Regions from separate parts of the Mus musculus genome. Here regions 1 and 3 are each linked to region 2. A link is a contact called in public promoter capture Hi-C data. All regions are on one chromosome and are shown on one strand. Each heading gives the region's core, a stretch centred on a gene start, on an enhancer-like site or on the middle of the called end of the contact. The rest is flanking DNA. Distances are from core to core; before and after follow the strand shown.

Region 1 (3,562 bases), core at 723-3,222, 410 kb before region 2:
CTCAGCAGAGTGTCCCTCCCCACGTCCTGGAGAGGCCTGGTGAGATTGGTACCAAGACTGCCCCCTTCTGTAATGGGGACACTGAAGCCATGGCTCAGATGCTCTCACCCATCCTAGTCTCCTCTACATCCCCCCCCCCCCCCCCCCCGCAACCCAGGTAGGGGGAGGAGTCCATTACCTGGAAAGACAATGAGTGTAACCTCAAAAGACTCATCGCGGCCCAGTCTGTCAATCCCACACCAGTACTTCCCTGAATCCTTCAGGGTAAGGTCCCTCATGATCACGGTCATCGAGAGCTCTTGGGGACTGTCTCGGATGGACATCCTGCCTCGAGTCACCTCCTGGTCCTGATTTGCGTAGACAATGTCACCGCAGCGTGACACCAGGATGCCACCCTGCCGGCACCAATACTTCCTGTGCTCCTTCATCTTCTCCACGTAGGTACACCGCAGGGACACGGTGTCACCTTCAAATCCACTGATCTCCTTTGGACCCTTCAGGGCTTCATAACCTGAAAATGCAGCGTGAAAGGAGATGGGATTTCCACGGATCCAAGTACCAGGCCGAGAGCAGAAGTTCCCATTTCATGGGGATGAAGGGAGGCGTTCTTGTTAGAACATCTTGGGCAAACCATAGACCCCCAGGGTTCTCCCTTCCTCTGGGGAACCTTAGAACAAACATGTTATTTGAGAGACACAAGTCAGGCTGGCCAGATGGCTCGAGGGGTAGAGGAGCTTGCGGCTAAGCCTGACAACCTGAGTTCGATCCTCAGGAAGGAGAGAATAGATTCCCAAACGTTGTACACGGACCTTCCTCACATGTACTACAGCATTCATGGACTAATGTGTGCTCATATATGCACACACACACACATGATAAACACATGTAACAAAACCCTTAAAAACAGTGTGAGTTAATGTTATATATTTTTAAGGGAAAACCAAGCAAACATGGCCAACTGAGCAACTGATGTCAGTTACAAGATGTGATGTCTGTCAGTTACAAGATGCGATGTTAGTTATAAGATGTGTCCTGATGAACCCAGCCTGGGGGGGGGGTGCTCTTGATTCAGTTACTTGGAATCAGAGCAAGTTCAAGGCCAGTCTGTCTGAAGCATAAAATGGAGAGAAGGCTAGGGATATAGCTTAGTGGCAAAGCACTCATTTAGCATGCTCCGGGGCCTGGGTTCCACCCCTCCCCCAAGCATTGCCAAGGAGAAAGAAAGGATAAAAAAATTACAAAAGTAAAGAAAGCTTTGCTCCCTGTGGGTGACAGTGTGGTTACTTACTGTCCAGCCCTTTGCCCTCTTGCAATGAACGCACATTTTATAAATATGTATATGTATGTATATGTGTGTGTATGTATATGTGTATATGCGTATGTATGTATGTGTGTATACATATATATTATATACATGCATATACCACACATACTCTCTTTCTCACACACACACATACACAGACACACACATACTAACAATAATAAAATTAAAAAGTAAAGCAAGAAAAAAATGAAAGCAAAGAAAGAAAAAGCAAACTTAGTAGGTATTCAACCAAGTTAGCTGAGCTAACAGGGTAAGTGGATGTATGCTTGCTGCCCTGTGGTCAGAGAGGTTCTGCAGAGCCAGGGAACCCAAGGGAGAAAGACCCTGGGCTCAAGGTGCAAGAGCAGCAAGTGCTGAGCTCAGGGCTGCTGGGCTGCAGATGGGTTGTGAAATAGGGATGTATTCCACCCCACCCCACCCCACCTCCTCATGGTGTGGAGGGAAGGCATAACCACAGACCACAAGAGCGTGCTCAGGCCTGCATCTGTAAGCCCCTCCATCCCAGCCACCTCTGACCCCTCTCACCTGGGAGCACCAGGCAGCCCCATAGCAGGACCAGAGGCCTCATGGTGGGTGCTGGACACTGCAGTTGCCTGCAATTGGGAGCTCTTCTGAGCTTTAGCTTCTGCCGGGCTGGAGCCAGGAAGGGAGGGGTGGGGGGCGGGCCATCGAGCTCAGCTCCGCCTTGGAGGGCCTTCTGCTTTTTCCTTTACTCTTTTCCCCCTTCTACCCAGTGCCAGTTACCACAGGTTGCAGACCCACCCAATCTCCAGCCCCTACTTAGCCTTAATCTGTGATTTGCCTGTGTAATTCATCATGGCCTTTGGGAACCTCTGATATATTGTTTTTCCTTTTGCACATGCCTTTAATCCCAGAGCTTAGGAGGCAGAGGCAGGTGGATTTCTGAGTTCGAGGCCAGCCTGGTCTTCAGAGTGAGTTCCAGGCTATACGGAGAAACCCTGTCTCAAAATAAATAAATAAATAAATAAATAATTCTCAGAGGTGTGCATAACTTGACACTGCTACTATAAGAATCACAAACCCTGGAACAACCAGTCATTGCTGATATCCCCAAATACTTCACTATTTGGGAAATTATTAGTTTTTTGACCTGCCCCTGGATCTGAGTATTAAAGTACTAAATATGGAAGCTTATTTGTTAATTAGTAAATCACTGATAATATATTTTAAACTATATCCCTATTTTTAGCATCTTAATTTAAGCTTATTATTTTCATTGTATTTATTTTTCATGTGCATGGATGGTTTGCCTGCGTGTCTGTGCACCCTGTGTACGCAGTTCTCACAGAGGCCAGAAGAGGGCACTGGATCTCCTGAGGCTGAAGTTACAGATGGCTATGAGCCACCATGCGAGTGCTGGGAATAGAACCAGGGTCCTGGAAAAACAACCTGTGTTCTTAACCGCTGAGCCACCTCTCCAACACTCTATTTTTAGTTTATTAAAAATTTAAAATTATATTTTCAGAAAGCAACTTTATAGAGTCCACCTTCAACATTTTCATAGAGTCCAGGAATCCAGCTGAGAATATCAGGCTTGTAAAGGCCATCTTGTCGGCCCTTCTTTATTTTAAACACGTGAACTTGTTTCATATGCATATGAGCCATTATTTTGGGGTGTGGGAGATCTGTAAGCTTCTTCTCTTCACACTGCTGAAGTGTGAAGGGTAAAAAATTTAAAGACCAATTATATAGCCCTTCTGATCAGCATCCCATTGTCTGGGATGCAGTACCGTCATTGGCCACAGGGCGGCGGCTTCAGCAGGGCTGAGCTGAGCTCTGCGGGAGCTTTGGGTCAGCTGCTTTGAAAGGCGGGTCCCCTGAACCGAGCGCTTTGTCTTGCTGGACACTTGCAAAAGTTAATCAGTGGCTTGTTTCCCCTTTGCAGACTTGCTTATTGCTTCAAGGGAACAGAACAAACGCACGCTAGAGGGAGCTCTGAGCCATTTTCCAAAATAGCTGTCTTTCAGGCTTTCAAAGTCAGTATGACATCTAAGCAAATATTTATATTATACAGATAAGTAAGAACGGAGGGAAGGCAAGGATTGGAGTATTACAAGTAACTCACCTTCTGCCTTATAAAATCACTCTTAGTATTTTGGTATGTTTCTTTTCGACCCCTGGGGGTGGGGTAGGAGTTGTTAAAGCCCAGTTGTTGTGAGAGGGGAGTTTGTTCTTGTGGCTCTGGTAATAGAGGGCGTAAGTATTACATTTATTTAT
Region 2 (3,238 bases), core at 460-2,959:
TCTGGAGGCCAGAAGAGAGTGTGGGATCCCTTGGAACTGCAGTTACTAGAACTGATTGTGAGCCATCCTGTGCGTGCTAGAAATCAAACTTGTGCTCTTAATGACTGAGCCATCTCTCTAGCCCTGTAATCTGTGATTGTTAACATATCCTTCATCACTCTATCAGAACCTAAAGTTTATTAAATGATCTGTTTCAAGAGCACGGGAGACTCACCACTTTGTAATCTTCCCAGTTCCACATACAGTATCTAAATGGCTGAGATGTGGCCATAGGTTAGAAACATACCAATCAAATTCCTTAAAGAATGACTGGCAAGCAAATCACCTCAGGACCTGGAAGTGGGTGATCTAAGATAGAAAAAGGTCTTGCATCATGTATGGACGTAGAGAAAATTCACTTGGGGTCACTACTAACTGCAGTTCTCAGATTTAATCAAGGTTCAAGGGAGAAGAAAAGAAAAGCAATATGGGGGCTGGTGAGATGGCTCAGTGGGTAAGAGCACCCGACTGCTCTTCCGAAGGTCCAGAGTTCAAATCCCAGCAACCACATGGTGGCTCACAACCATCTGTAACAAGATCTGACGCCCTCTTCTGGAGTGTCTGAAGACAGCTACAGTGTACTTACATATAATAAATAAATCTTAAAAAAAAAAAAAAAAAGCAATATGGATAAGAATAAGAAGCTGGGTCAGCAGCAGGTTGATACATCAAAAGTGGCCAATCAGAAATTGAAAGGACAGGTGGTGGAATTGAGAAACATGGTGAGATGTGCTGAGGCTCTGGGGGAACGGGTTCTATGTTAATATGGAATGAAGGCTACAATGTACTAAAGGATGCTTTCCCCACCTCTGGAACCTGAAGGAAGTTCTATTTTACAGTGATGACAATAAAGCATCCATTATATTAAAACTGGCAGTTGGTCAAACACATTTTAAGTCCAAATAAAATAGAAAATGTTTATAAATAATGTAAATAATAAATGTAAATGTAACATACGACATGGGATTTTCATTGGAACTCTTGGGTTTGACCACAATTACTCTCATGATGAACCTTTTATCACCTAACCATCACCTAGGATACCTGAGGCCAGAGGATCAGTGAAAACGCATCTGGAAGCACCGGGTGAATCAGGGCACCACAGAGTCTCTAGCTACTCACTGCAGAACTCGGAACGTTATCCTGAAGCCTGCATTTGCACACACCTTCACTGGTGATGTCTGAAAAAGGGGTTTCCCATCGCAAGCCTTCTGGGCTCTCTGTGCGTCCCGCGAGGAGTAAAACTTGATGATGGCGTAGAAACCAGGACGAGCCACTGCAGCGTTCGGGAAGACTCGGACTGAATACAGAAGGCCAAACTGAGAGAACACTGTGAACAGAGAATGCTGTGGGAGGCCCACCAGTGAGTGCTGACCCCCTACCTCACTTCAAGCCCAGATCCCGCCCTTCTCCGCTGGAAGCACTCCCTTCACTGGGGCTTCATCTAAGGAGGAGACAAGCCCTCGCTGGCTCCCCGTTCCTCTGCGCCCACGCGGGGCCCACGCCTCCTGTCCCCCCACTCCCTTCCCCTGCCCTCTCCGCGCAGCCCCTCACACTTAAGGCTTCGGCTGGGGGCCCAGTGCTCAGATCCCACACCAACAAAACTTTGTCGCTCTGGGTGGGAACTACGAAAGAGATCAACTCCGCCATGGTAAAGCCAGTGCGCCTGCGCAAGCTACTACCGCGAAATTTAAACCCTCACAAGTAAAGGGCGGAGCTTAACGATTTCCTTAAAACTTCCCACAAAGCACATATTTAAAATGTTTCCACCCCACATTAGCTCCAGTGCTACACTCTTTTTTCTTTTTTTTTTTCCTAAGATTTATTTATTTATGTGGTTGCTGGGACCTGAACACAGGGCCTTTGGAAAAGCAGTCGGTACTCTTAACCACTAAGCCATCTCTCCAGCTCTGGCGCAAACGAGAACTCAGTTATCGTGTACACAACCCAATCAGGATACAAACTAACGAAAGTTAAGAAGAAGAAAACACAGACATATTTAAAAAGCTGGACTGCCCTACAATCACCATGCTCTGACTTTAAAACCAACTTTACTCCCCAGAGGGGGTGCACCGTTCCTGGAGGTACTGCAATACCAGGTCGATGCGTGGAGTGGACGGAGCAAGCTCCTATTCCAACTCCTACTTCCAAAAATCCATTTAATATATTGTCCTCGGATAGAGGACGTATCAGATATTAAACTGATAAGAACAGATACTACACTTGATCTTAGCCAAAAGGCCGAGAAGCGATACCGAACTACGCCCACACGCCCCATACACTCAACACCGACCACACCTTTAATTCACAGTCACCAACCAACCGACTCAAACATGCAGCCAACACAGACTCTCCTCTTCATTGAGTACACCACCTTTACGCCACGAAAAGCCTGTAAGATTCAAGGAGGCCGAGAAGTTTTGGTTGCAGTTTTTTGTTTTTGCTCCCAGAGTTCCACAGAGCAGTTATTTGCATGCCCCGCCCAAGCGCGCCGAAAGCTCGAACCTGGACTGCTTTTTCCGCTTCTGCGCTGTAGAGCGCAACCGGGGCGCAGAGGGGACGTATTGACCTTTCCCTGCGATACAACCAGGTTCTTCTTCGCAGTCTTTCAGACCACACCCACAACAAAAGGTCCTTGAGGAAAAGGGGCCTTTCGATTTTCTGCTTAATTTATTAGTTTACAGGCGATTCCGCTAGGCTCCTCCCTAGGATCAAGCAACCAGCTTATGGTGCTTCTTCAGGTGTGGTGATAACGACTGCTTCACCACTCCAGCTCTCTCTGTTCCCACGTGTTCCTTGCGGTCTCTGGCCCCAGCCCCCATTCTCTCCTTCTCTGTCCCCTGCTTTCTCTGCCCTCGTGACTCTGTTCCCCTCTGTCTGCCTATCTGTTCATCTACCTCAACCCCTTCTCCAAGCCCTCCCTCCCCTCTCTTCCCCCAAATAACTCCCCACCAGATCTGTTGCTTGGCGTCATTTCTCAAGGGGGCACTTTGGCATGGGTCAGCCAGGAACTCCCTAATCATATTAAATTTCATATCATACATTATCTAAAAATATATCGCTATTCTGTTTTGAGGCAGGGTCATCACGTTCTATAGATTGGAAGAAGATCCAGGTTCGATTCCCAACACCCGATGGTGGCTCACAGTTATCTTTAACCTTCGTTCTAGAGGAGCCAGCAGGAACACCTGTGGCATAC
Region 3 (3,465 bases), core at 502-3,001, 460 kb before region 2:
ACAGGGAGAGGAAGCTCGGTAGAGTCCAGAGCTGGGTAGGGACGGCTTTGTGCTCAGCTTCGAGCAATGTGTTAAAACATTTAACCACACCACTAGAATAGCATGTCTTCATGCTATGTGTCTCTAGGACACACCTCTTCCCAACCCTTGCCCCAGTATGTTAGGTTCACAGAAACCGGTGCCTCATTTTCAACAAACAGGAACATAGTAATCTTTGTTGATAAATGTTTCCATCCACTAATCTCACAGGACTATTGCAGGAAACTATCAATCAAATGTAAGGTGTGTGTGTGCATAGGTGGGGGGTCAGACTGTAAGAATAGTGAGTTGGAATACACTAGGTGGATTAGAACTTGAATCCCACTGTGTCCTTGGGATCCTGGATGCAGTAAGTTTGCTGTGAATTGCTATGGGGGGTAATATTTGAGAAGTTTTGGGAGGAATCAAGATTTCTCTCCCCCACCCAACTAAGTGCAAACAGATTCTCTAAGCAGAGGTGAGTGGGTAAGATCCAAGGGAGTCTCCGAGGAAGGAGACCTCTTGTCCTGAGTTTAATTAGGAAGATCTAGTTTGGAAGCCTTTTTCCTCAGACAGAAGCCTGTAGTTCCAACCACCACCATCTGGGGTCGCTACAAAACTTTCTCTTCTCTAAGGAATAAGAGACGTGGGCTACTTAACAGCCTTTAGCATTTTGACCCATCGCTGGCTTTTCCCTACACCAATTCCCAACTGCTTCCCTTTGCTAACAGGGTCGGCTGGGACCACATCTAGACATGAATCCTCAAGTCAATTCATTTTCGAGATTTCCAAGCAAGTTTCCAGGATCTTAGAAGCTCAGTTATAAGAGGAAGATATAAACGCCCCGCTCCCCACCGAGCGCCTATTCCATAGGGTAGCGGAGGGGTTAGGGGGCACCCAAGTCAGGGAAGGCCCCGGCTTGCACAGACTGAATGAAGGCTGTTTTCCACTTGGGGCCACCAATAGTCTGAGGCTGTGCAGTATCTTTTACTAGCAGGTCTGGGAGGAGCCAGAGGCTGAGCAAGGCGGGCTAGCGGGCTTAACCCTTTGCTTTCTTCGTTTTGCTGCCTGAAATAGAATCTAGGGCCTCTCCTGCACGTTCAACCCACCAATGGAGCCGGACGCCGTCACTACTTATTTGTTGAAACGGGATTTAGGAGGGAGAGACTGTTTCTTCTGCTCTTGTGCCTTAAACAGAGGCAAGGATCAACTTCCCGCGTCAAGGCTAAAATTAGGATCTTGGTCCCTTTCATGAAAAAACACAGTCCCACTCTCTTAAATTTTCTGTTTTTCTTCAAATTTTCTTAGAAGCAGGCATGTGCCGTATGACTATAACGCCACCCCCAGGCTTATCCCCTACCAGAGTTAGTGTCCTGATGTCCCCTTGCTTTTCCAAAACTGTGTTAGGAAAGGACAGACGAAGCGTTCAGGGGACTGGTACGCTGGACTAAGCGGTCCCGTTAAGGGGGGTGATCCCATCGCGCTCAGTTTCCCCCCCTTTCTTTTATTAAACATCATCGCCCTTTTAAAGAATTCCTACGCGCCAAGTAACACACGTTGGTCCTGCTCAGAGTTGGGGGTCGTGGGCTTTGCGGTGCCTGTTAACCACCACTTCCCCGCCCACCCGCCTGCTCCTGGGAGATTACTTTACAGTGGACCGTAGGTTGCCGCGTCCCTTCCGTGTCCCAGCCCTCTCCTTTCTGTCTCCGCCCCTTCGCTCCTAGGAGACCTTGCCGCTTTAAGAGCGCGGCTAGCGATTGACAAGCAATAACCGCGGAGCGCCGGGCTGCGCGGAATCGCCCCAAGCTAGGGGCTCCCCAAAACGCAGGTAGGTATTCCTAGGCCCCTGGGCCAGCACCCACCTCAGAACCCTTGCCTCCTTTTCGACCTATCACCTACACTTGGGGATCCTATTCTCCAGGTCCAAACTCCTGGGCCCCTTCCCCAAGTCGCCCCACTCCCTCTCCAGCTGCAGCACTGGGCTCTCTGTGTGTGATGCCGGTAGGGAGAACCGAACCCCTCATCCCAGGGATGCTGGTTCCCATGCCAGCGATGAGGGCTCCAGAGGGACACCGGACACAGAGACGCTGAGCTGAGAGGAGCACAGGTATTTGCGCGGCCTCTCCAGGGTCTGTGTTGGGTTGGGGGGGGGGGGGGACTTCGGATCCCGGCATTACGTAAGAGCCGTGCTACTGGCGTTTCCGGCCCTGGGGGAGCTAGACTAAGATTGTACTGGGTCCCTTGGCACCCTGCACCCCAAGAGACCAACACCTCAGTCATTCCTGAGAGAGGGTTCTGGAGAGGGGCGGTCTGCTAACCTAGAGTGCCAGGCCAGGTCCAGGAGGTTGCAGGGTTTTGGAGCCAGGGTTTAAGGTATGGGGATTCCAGAGGGAATCAGCACCAGAAGCAAGGAGCCAGGGTCAGAAAGTTAGGTCAACTAAGGGGTAGTGGGGAATGAAGACCTGGGGGACGTGGGGGGGGGCAGTCATTCAGTGACCTCATCCCCTAGTCCCGGCGGGCACGCAAGCAAAGAACCTTCTTTGATGGCTCGCAACACGCCCCCTCCTTCCTAGGTCCTAGCGCCCGGCGGGTTAGGGCTGAATTGAAGGGGCGGGGGCAATCTGATTGTGAGTGCGGGCACGTCCGCCGGCTCCCTAGACCCCATCCTCCAGTCCTCAGTTATCTACAGTTCTCCCCATAACCGTGTCCGGCTCCAAAGTGCCTTTGTCAGGCGTTCGTCTTTCGCACCTCTCTGAGTCTGCACCGATGGAGCGGGGGTGGGTGGGAGGATGGAGGAAATCTCTCTCTTTGAAGCTGGCGGGCTTCACCTACACACCCGGGGGACGGGGGTTGGATAGCTTGGTGGCGGATGTGCGTGTGGAGGTGGGAGTGGGAGGGCCTTAGGTTTAGGCTTTTGGGCGCCGTGATGCTGGTTTCGTGATGACTGGGCCCGGGGACCTTGGCACGGAACCAGGCTAGCTTGCCTGGCACTGCCGTTCTCCTGTGGGCACGGGCGGCCCCGCCCTCTCAGAGGCTTGGGTGGGGGTGGGGCAGAGCGAGCCGACGCCGTGGGAACCAACTCCTCAGGGAGCAGACCCAGGCTTACTGGGCAGGACTCCTGGGCCTAGGGTTTCACACAGGCTCCTCCCTGGCTCTTCCCCGTTTCCCTGCTCCAGGAAAAGAGGAACCACAGCAAGCACCTCTAGTGGGGAGTATGGCCCAAGGCCTGAGAAGCTGTCCCCTGCTCTCTAGGAATAAGGACATGGAGTTGACAGAGGGGACACTGGCGCTGGCACAGTGTAACCTGGACATTTCTTTTAACCAGTGGTGCTAGCGTGAAAGGGGTTCCCCTCATCTCTCTCTCTCTCTCTCTCTCTCTCTCTCTCTCTGCAAGTTCGATTTTTCTGGAAAAGATCCGGGAGGAAAGGGAATCGTATCCCTCACCTT

The links. Promoter capture Hi-C pulls out the DNA fragments that hold promoters and counts their contacts. Capture Hi-C pulls out chosen DNA fragments and counts their contacts.
Region 1: a contact with region 2 is called in a promoter capture Hi-C map of liver. The contact joins the promoter of Cd300lg here to the promoter of Rdm1 in region 2. A contact is called at or near these places in 2 of 39 promoter capture datasets (the 3T3-L1 cell line and neural stem cells) and 1 of 9 other capture datasets (liver).
Region 3: a contact with region 2 is called in a promoter capture Hi-C map of erythroid cells, with 4 times the contacts expected there. The contact joins the promoter of Mpp2 here to the promoter of Rdm1 in region 2. A contact is called at or near these places in 3 of 39 promoter capture datasets (erythroid cells, hippocampal neurons and liver).

The regions. Positions count from the first base shown.
Region 1 is chr11:102,039,921-102,043,482 of GRCm38.p6, reverse strand. Cd300lg (CD300 molecule like family member G) reads right to left here and starts at 1,972. Exons shown (of 7, transcript NM_027987.3): 1 at 1,850-1,972; 2 at 179-511. The coding sequence starts at 1,892.
Region 2 is chr11:101,626,420-101,629,657 of GRCm38.p6, reverse strand. Rdm1 (RAD52 motif 1) reads right to left here and starts at 1,709. Exons shown (of 7, transcript NM_025654.2): 1 at 1,594-1,709; 2 at 1,206-1,385. The coding sequence starts at 1,689. LOC115487916 (a small nuclear RNA gene) reads right to left here and starts at 2,292; the gene lies at 2,102-2,292.
Region 3 is chr11:102,086,801-102,090,265 of GRCm38.p6, reverse strand. It overlaps Mpp2 (membrane protein, palmitoylated 2 (MAGUK p55 subfamily member 2)), which reads left to right and starts at 1,751. Exons shown (of 13, transcript NM_016695.4): 1 at 1,751-1,846.